Linked DNA regions of Macaca fascicularis: region 2 is linked to region 1. A link is a contact called in public Hi-C data. All regions are on one chromosome and are shown on one strand. The core of a region is the stretch at or near the end of the contact, and the rest is flanking DNA. Distances in the headings are between cores, read along the strand shown. Region 1 holds the start of CYP26B1 (cytochrome P450 family 26 subfamily B member 1). Region 2 has its middle 340 kb from the start of CYP26B1.

Region 1 (4,602 bases), core at 1,576-4,075:
CTTCCATTGGTTGAAGGGACCCCCACCTCATTGCACTAACAACCACAAAAAGAGATGGGCCAAATCCGGGACGTGGAAAGACCACAGGGCAGAGGAACTTCGAGCCCCCTCCCCGTCCCCGCTCCGCTGTCACTCCGCCCGGGGCAGGGTGAGTGCGCGTGTGCGCGCGCGCGCGAGCGCGCGGATTGCACGCGTCTGTTAATTTCAAGCCAAGCTTTCGCACCTCTAAACCCACAGGTCCCAGCGCTCACCTTTCGCTTCACCTCTCTGGTGCGGGGATTGTCAGTTTCAGGACATCCCTGCTTCCGCTAACAGAACAAACGCGAGTATGCACAAATACACCTCCCGCAGTTACTGCAGAGGCGCTCCCATACCCCAAGAAGAAAACTGGTGTGTATCACATTGCAAAAGCGATTGTCTACCACTTGATGAGGTTAACTCTAGGTTAATCTCCCCATTACCTACCTGGGTCTGGTCCCTGACGCGCCCCACCCCCATTATCACCAGCAGAGTGGGGTTGTGCAGCATCCAACAAGCACACACGCACTCTCTCTATGGATCCCACACTCACCTCTCCCAAGTTTCCCTCTCCTGCCAAACTGTCCCCACCCAATAAGTAAATAGACCCTTTTCCCCGAAAGCCTAGAGCCCTGGCTTCTCAGGCTTCTCATTTTTCTTTGGGTTACCTTCTTCCTCTTCCACCACAAAACAGACACACCAGCGCGGACCGCGGACCAGGACAACTGTACCTGGCGCTGCCGACGGCGCCGCCGGAACACAGTTTTAAATCGGCAGTTCAAGTTGCCACCAGCCCCCTCCTCTTCCGACTCAATTTTCGGCTCCCAGCGACACAGCCAACCCCAGAAAGCCGAGGGCGACTGGGGCTTCGAGCACCGAGGGGCGGCGAAAGCGGCTCAGGACCTGAAGCTCCCTCGGGATCGCGCTGCGCTGGGCGCCCCCAGGGCGCTCCAGGACCCCATGCCAGGCCAGCCGCGACCCAGGCAAGTCCATCTGGGAGCCCCCTCAGGTCCAGGAACCCCTCTTACCAGCCCCCTGAACCTGCTCAGCGAGCGCCAGTGGTCCCGGAACCGCGCTGCCGGCGGGCTGGGGAAGCCTGGGCTGCTGTGGCAGAGAGGAGGGAAGGGGCGGGGCGGGGACCAGTGCCTTCAGGCTCCCGGCGCCCCCTGGCCGGCCCGCCGCTCCGTCAGCCCAACGCTCGCAGCTAGCGGACCCCGGAGAGCAGCGGAGCGAGCGCGCCCTTACCTGCAGCAGCCAGTGGCCGGTCTCTCCGATGAGCGGGAAGCCCATGGATCCCTTGGGGATGGGCAGCTTGCAGCTCTTGTCGCGAGTGGCGGCCCAGCGCAGCTGCCACAGCTGCTGCGACACGGCCAGCAGCAGCGTCACGGACACCAGGCACGCGGCGAGGGTGGCCAGCGCCGACACCAGCTCCAAGCCCTCAAAGAGCATGTTGGCGGCCGCTCGGGGGATTGGCTGTGCCGGCCGCGGCGGGGGAGGGGAGGGCCAGACGGGAGGGGACCGGAGCGGCGGGGGAGGGGAGGCTGCGGCCGGGGGTCCTGGCACCTCCAGCCGAAACAGAGAATGAGGAGGAAGGGGCCGAGGGAAGGGGAATGGAGGCTGCGAGGGGAGCGGAGAGAGGGAGGAAAAAAAATTGCCTAAAAGAAGAGAGGAGACACGAGGCGACTGGGGGTGTAACTTTGTTTGTTTGTTTGTTTGTTTGTTCCTTTATAGCGGGCTTAGGGGCTGCTCAAGGGGTGGTGAGATGAAGCCGTGAGTCAAGCTGGTGGGTTTGCTCTCCCCGCTACCATCACACTCGGAAAACTTTGGAAAACTTTGTCCAGAGGGAGCCTCTCTCTCGTAAGCCCCTTTCCCTGCTCGGGAAAAAAAGAAGGGGGCAGAGAGCTAGCGGAGAGGAAGTGCAGTCGATTTGTCAAAAGTATTGCAGTATGGCCCCCAAATTCCTAGGTAAAAAAAGAATTAAAAAAAAATCCTGAATCCAAAAATTCCAACGAACCCAGAAACTTTGGGGGCGAGGGAGAAAGCTCCCTGGCTGAGGCGAGTGGAGAGGCCGGAGCCCAAATGTCCCTGGGCTGCCCCGGGCGGCGCGCTCGAGCCCCAGAGCCGCCGCGGCACCCCTGAGGCAGGAGCGGCGGGCGCGGCGGGCGAGGCGGCGAGGCGGGCGCTGCGGCCCGAGCGCGGATGCGGAGCTGGAGGGCCGCTGCCGGGACGGGACGCAGCCGGCGACAGAGCCCCGGGCGGGCGATGGGGCGGCGGCGGCGGCGGCGGCGGCGACAGCAGCGGGCGGGAGGGGTGAGGCGGGGTGGGGTTGGGGGAGGAGGTGGAAAACCCGAGCTGGGCTATTGTATCAATTAAGAAAAGGCAGTCCGTCCCGGGACGCGGTCTCTCGGCTCTGGAGTTGCTGTTAGGGGAAGAGAGGGGGAAAAAAGAAAGGAAGGCAAAAGGAATGAAAGAGGGGGAAAAACAGGAGGCAGGATTTCAGGGCTGGTGGTTTTAAAAGCTTCTCTCAATGTGAATTTGAGTCCAAAGCGAGGCGATGCGTGTGTTTATATAGAGGCGGGAGGCTGCGCCGTGGGCGCCCAGCCAGCAAACCCCCCCCAAACCGCGCGCTCACAAAGCCGGAGGCGTGGTGAGAGGCCGGGCCCGCGGCCGGAGCTGTAGAGTGCAGCCCGGCCTCCCGCCCCGCCCCGGCCGCCCGCCGCCCGCAGCCCGCCCGGGACCCACTTGTAGCAGCCGCAGGATCAAACTCAGTTCACCTCTCGCCTCCTCTTCTTTCTCGCCGGCGTCTCGCTGAGCCCAGCGCCTACAGACGGACGAGATGAGACACACGCGCGCGCACCTACGCGCACACACACACAAACACATACACGCGCGCACACACACACACACACCACACACACCTCCGCACACACACGGTGCGCACTCGCTTAGTGCCTGCTTGGCTTCTAGGCTCCTTCCCTTCCTCTTTTCCTCCTCAGGTCAGCGGCCTCCTCCTCCAGCTCCCAGCAGTCCCTCCTGGGCCGGAGCCCCAGCAGCGGAGGTCCGGCCTGACTGCCCCCACGACTGGGAAGCGCCCAAAGCCCTCGAACCTGTGCCTAGGGTCCCGAGCTTCCAACCCGCGGGATCTTGCTGGCTCCTATCTCCAGGGACCCCTCAGTTACTAGTCCCAATCCCCCTAAGCCAAATCCCCCATTCCCGATCCCTACATCCTCACACCTCCGATGCTAAGGTCCGTCCCCCCACCCCCGCCATATGTCTCTTACCCTACGGAACCTGGAGGTTCCCCAGTCCCCGTCAGCGTCCCAGGCTGCTGACTCTGTAGCTCCTCCTCTCCGGCATGTAGGGACCCCCTTCCCCTGCTTTTGTAGTCCCCATCCACCGCCCGCAGCGTCGGGGAACCCCGATGCTGGTCCAGCAAGTGTCCTGCACGGGGACAAACGCGGCGGCCCCGGTACCCAGAGGCGGGAGAAGACGGGCACAAACGTTCATTGATACAAATTAGTAAATAAAAGTGCCGGGTGAGCACGGCCACCTTCTCAGCGCTGGCAGTAGAGGGCCCGGCGCGCGTGCTTGTGTACGATGTGCGTGTGGCCCGGGGCCGCACCTGTGTGTTCGCGCGCGTGGCCTTGCGTCGGCCCGAAGTCTGAGGAGCAAGGTGGCATGTCTGTGGGTTTGTGTATTCTTTCTAGAGCCGTAAGTGTGTCTGCGCATCCGTGCATCTGTCATCTGGCCTCTCCTCCTGCGAGTCTGTGTTAACGTGGAGCTGCGCACAGCAACCCCGGCACTGGTCTAGCTAGTGCCTGCCTCTCCCTCTCCCATGCATCCTGCTTCCCTCAGTCCCCTTGGCTCTGGCGTTCACTCTCGCACTCCGGGAACCAGAGTCGATATCCCATCTTTCGTTTAGAGTAGTGTGTGTGTTAACGATACTAGACTTCCCTTTGAACACTTTGCCTGCACCCGTACGAGTTATGCATTAGAGTTCACGAGACAAGAATGCGTGTGAGCGTCTAAGGTTCGTGCAGATGTGTTGTCCCTCCCTGGGTGAGCGCTTCCGAGGCTGGTGTAGCAAGAGATCTAAACGCTGGTCTAGCTCCTAGTGCTAGGTCACCTCGGCTTCACTCTCTGCCCTGGAACCCCACCTGGTGGGCAGTTATAGTACTACAGATTCGGGGAAACAATTCCCTCTTTCCCCTTTCCGCACTCGCCCTTCCTAGTGGTAGATAGGTCCAAAGGGCCCAGTTGTAGGTTCCGAAGCACCCCGCGCCTGTTGTCAGTGCCCTCAGACTTCCACCCCAGGATGCTTGGGGCCGGACACTCACGAAGGCCCTGTCAGGACCACTGTGGTCCCGAAATAGGGAGCTAGGAAGCATTCTCGGAGCACGGTGGTTTCACAAAACAGTCACATCTGAACAGGGCACATCAAAGTGCCAGAGCCACTCCACACCCTATCTGAGGATGAGGCTAACATAAAATGGGGTTGGGGGAGATTGTTGAGGCCTTGCTGGCTTGAAGAGCTCTAAGAATCTAGCCTGACCCTCAGACACAGCACTGGCCACAAGGTGGTGA
Region 2 (4,602 bases), core at 791-3,290, 340 kb before region 1:
ATGAAGGTGGGAAGTTGAGTTGAGGGTGTCATGGAAGTCTAAGTAGGTAAAATAGAAAGACCCAGTGACTCTGGATGGAAAGCTACTCCAGTTCTGGAAGCTACTTCAAGGGCATGCTTCTGGATAATAAAGCACATTAAATTAGAACCTTCTCAGCCAGTGTTTGCTCCTGGTTGTAAAGAATAGGTCTGTTTTGTCTTTGGCCACCTGTATAGTAGATTGTAAAATGGCCATAAATTCTTCCCTTCTGTGAATCCATGCCCTTGTAGTGTGACTTTGTAGATCCTCCCACTATGAGATGAAGTCTATTTCCCAACCTTTTGAATCTGGGTTGACCATGTTATCTACTTTAGATAATGGACATTAGCAAACATGACACAAGCAGAGGCTTGGAAAGCACCTTTGTGCATTGGGGCTTGCCCTTGGCTGAGCTTAGAACATGAGACTGCTGTGAATGAGCCTGAGGTAGCCTGCTGGAGGATGAGAGACCACATGAAAGAAAATTGAGGTGCCCGTCAGGCGTGAGTGAGGCTATCTTTGTTAATCCAGTTGCTAGCTGACCATCAGCTGACTGCAGACACATGAGGAAGCCCAGAACTGCCCAGCTGACCCAAGGATCATGCACTAAATAAAATGGTGGTTGTTTTAAGACACTAAGCATTGGGGTTGTTTGTTATGTAGTAAAAGCTACACTAATTCAACCCGAATAACCAATTGTGTGTTAAACTCATGAATTGTGTTTAGTGAAGATTTTCAGAATAGAGTTGAACTTCATAGACTCCACTACTTAGAGAAAACAACTGAATAGAGTGGATAATTGACAATGGGGATGCTGATGAAGGGTGGTAGCAATGGGTGTTGATACTAGCAATGGTATTGATGATAATAGTCATGATGATGGTGATGGCAATGTATAATAATGCTTGTGAAGGTGGTGGTGATGGTGATCCCAGTGATGATTGGTGATAATAATGGTGATGTTTGTGAAGGAGGTGGTGACTATATAATGATTGTGGTGTTGGTATTACTAGTGGTGAGGCGGCAATGATAAAAGATGGTGATCATGGTGGCAATGATTGTGGTGATGTTAATACACTTGATCTTAGCCAACAGGCTAAGAAGCAATGTAGTTGTGTTAATAGTAGTGATTATAACTGGGGATGATTGCTGTGGTGGTGGTGGTGCTGACTGTCAATGATGGTGATGGTGATCATGGTGGAGATAATGGAGATAGTGATAAAGATGGTAGTGATGATGAGAGTGATAATGCTTATTGAATGGTGGCAATGTTGGTAATGGTTGTGAAGACTGCAGTGATGGTGGTAATGATGGTAGTGATGAAGATGATGGTTTTAATAGCAGTAAGTTGATGATACTAGCTACAGATATGCCCAGATCTTTATGGCCAGTATGCCTCTTGGTTTGGGTTTCTCCTTCCCATTAAAACCCAACCCCAAAACCTAGCTCCCAAGTGAAGAAGGATTTTCTGAGCAAATTATTCTATGAGCTGAGAAGATTAGAACTCCTGGCACCAATTTCTTTCTTGAGAAGAATTGATGAACCAGAGCCAGAGTAGAAGTGAAAGGATGAAGGGCCTGTGCTGTGAGCACTGATTTGGCCTCTTTGAAGACAGAATGAGAGAAAACACATATAAGGGCACACAGCAAGACTGGTCAGCTGTAGGATGAAGGAAGCAAAGTGCATACCCTCTCAAGCCAGAATCCACAGATCTGGGTCCCTGGATGCTTTTCCCTCTGCCCTGGAGAGAGCCCCACACCTAGGGAGAGAGACATGAACAGTGAGTAAGTCCATGGCCCCATTTGGCCAGATGGGGCCACTATGGCAATGTGTCAGGGAAGACCTCCAGGGACCAAAGGCGCAGGCTTGATGGGGATTGGAGTGCTTATCACACCTGCCATCCAAGATGGGAGGAGCCCACCGTGGCTTGCTTGGACCCAGCCACTCTCAGGGTGTGAACCACAGAATGCACTGTGGGCTGGAGGATGGGAGAGGGTGAAACGAGAGGCTGATGACAGGCTGCTGGCTTCAGGGGACAGTGTGATCTACCGGGCCATGTGGAGGTCAGCCGTGGGGAGGACAGGGCGGGCCAGAGCTGGCCCAGCTGCAGTGCAGCTGTTCACTGACCGGTCATCCAGACCTTGCTAAGAACTGGAAATGCTGCAGTGTTTTACCACCCAGCACAGGCCCTCCTTCTGGTCAGCTAGATGCAGCCCTTGCATCTCCAATCATCCCCAAGACCCTGCTCTGGAAGTACAACCCATGTTTCTCCCTGGCTGAATGGGACACCCCCCATAATTAAACACAGAGACACAACTGGGAGCCCAGTGAAGTATGTAGGGCTGGGGATGTCTTGTCTGCATGGCAAAGGCCCCTACTCAAACAAGATTCTGAGCAAGACCCATGACAAGTGTCAGCAGAACTGGTGAAAGAGTAGGGGAGGGTGAATCATTGATTTAAAAAGAACCAAGGAACTAAGTGGCCAGGGCTTGTGGAAGGCCCTGAGATGTCTATGGACTAGGAAATAAAACGCTGAAAGAGGTTCAAAGGCACTGTGGAGGAAAAGGGGACACAACTTCTTGAGGCCCAACTGGGTCTTGAGAAAGCTGCAGAGTTTCTGAACATGGGTCAGTGCCTTCCGTTGGCTTGAAAATGAGTTCATTTCTGTACCTGGGTCTTAATCAGGGCATACCCTGTAATAAGATGCTTGCACCAGTGGGCGACTTGGAGCTGAAATGTACCAGGCCAGACTCCATTCATCAAGGCCTGTGCTCTGCTGTGGGGTTGCATCCTCCCTGAAGAAGGGGCATCTTTTCTTAACCTCACAAACGCACTGTACAGGCTAATGAAGCACTGTTCTAAATGTGCTTAGAGTGTCTTTTCCAAACCAGGTTGGCTTTGTCCCAGTTGCTCCAATATGTCCTACAGGCTTTAGCCAAGCCATTGGAAGGGACAAATGGGACAGTATTCTCCAAGCTCTTCCCCAACGAAGGCCTGTGGTTAGTTGAGTCAGCCCGATATCTGCAGCGAACACAGACAGGTATGGGGAAAAGAAAGAGAGATCAGACTTTACTGTGTCTACATAGAAAGAAGTAGACATAAGAGATTCCATTTTTGTTCTGTACTAAGAAAAATTCTTCTGCCTTGAGATGCCATTAATCTGTAATCCTACCCCCAACCCTGTCCTTGCAAGAGACATGTGCTGTGGTGACTCAAAGTTTAATGGATTTTGGGCTGTGCAGGGTGTGCTTTGGTAAACAAGTGCCTGAAGGCAGCATGCTTGTGAAAAGTCATCACCATTCTCTTAATCTCAAGTACCCAGGGACACATACACTGCGGAAAGCCGCAGGGACCTCTGCCTAGGAAAGCTAGGTATTGTCCAAGGTTTCTCCCCATGTGATAGTCTGAAATATGGCCTCGTGGGAAGGGAAAGACTGATCGTCCCCCAGCCCGACACCCGTGAAGGGTCTGTGCTGAGGATTAGTGTAAGAGGAAAGAAGGCCTCTTGGCAGTTGAGATAGAGAAAGGCATCTGTCTCCTGCCTGTCCCTGGGCAATGGAATGTCTCAGTATAAAACCGGATTGTATGTTCTATTTACTGAGATAGGAGAAAACCGCCTCAGGGTGGGACGTGCTAGCGGCAATGCTGCTCTTTATGCACTGAAAATGTTTATGGAGATGTTTGCATATATTCATATCAAAGCACAGCACTTTTCCTTCAATTTATTCATGTCACAGAGATCTTTATTCATATGTTTTTCTGCTGACCTTCTCCCTGCTATGACCCTATTGTCCTGCCACTTCCACTTTTTCCAAGATGGTAAAGATAGTGATCAATAAATACTGAGGGAACTCAGAGACCAGTGCCGGCGAGGCACGGGTCCTCTGTATGCTGAGCGCCAGTCCCATGGGCCCACTTTTTCTTTCTCTCCACTTTGTCTCTGTGTCTCATTTCTTTTCTCAAGTCTCTTGTTCTACCTGACGAGAAATGCCCACAGGTGTGGAGGGGCAGGCCGCCCCTTCAACAGGGTCCCTCCTCTCGAGGTGCTTGTGATAGTCAAGAGAAGGAAGCCATAGTTACTTAAACGATGACTTATCATATGCTAAGGGCAATGATGAGAGCACATGAACTGCACTCATTTTGCCTAAAGGTCAGGTAAGATGTCTGTTTCTGAAGAAGTAACTCTTGCATTGAAATGTGAATGAATGGCAGGAGTTAGCAAGAAGAGAGTAAGGATCAGGCAAGTGGTAGGCAGGGGAACAGCACATACAAAGGTAGTGAGGGAGGAGAGAACTTGGATGTGGAGGGTCCTGAAATCCAGTGTGACTGTAATAGATGAGAAGATGCCCAACTCAAGATAACATGTGAGGGCATTCAGGGGATGGATTGTGCTGAAATTGGTGTTCTATTAAGGATGCTGACCTTTACGCTAAGAGCCCTTGAAAACCTTGGAAGGATTTTAGGCAGGCAATGACATTCTCAGATTTGTGCTCTGAAAAATCTCCCTGGCTGCTGAGTGGGAACAACTTCAGAACAGAGAAGGGGGAGGTTGGTTGACAGTGGCTTCATTAGAAAGGCTGGAGC

What was found. A called contact is a pair of places that touch in the nucleus more often than the background predicts.
Region 2: a Hi-C map of liver shows a contact between it and region 1, with 4 times the contacts expected there. The contact joins the enhancer-like site here to the promoter of CYP26B1 in region 1. A contact is called at or near these places in 2 of 2 Hi-C or Micro-C datasets (liver and skeletal muscle).

What each region holds. Positions count from the first base shown.
Region 1 is chr13:49,791,162-49,795,763 of T2T-MFA8v1.1, reverse strand. It overlaps CYP26B1 (cytochrome P450 family 26 subfamily B member 1), which reads right to left and starts at 2,825. Exons shown (of 7, transcript XM_005575617.5): 1 at 2,761-2,825; 2 at 1,264-2,437. The coding sequence starts at 1,467.
Region 2 is chr13:50,128,124-50,132,725 of T2T-MFA8v1.1, reverse strand. No RefSeq gene overlaps it. Among named protein-coding and RNA genes, the nearest start is that of CYP26B1, 340 kb to the right of the region's middle. Within about 2 kb of position 2,040, at least 1 of the 6 cell types and tissues checked has an H3K27ac peak or open chromatin away from gene starts, as enhancers often do.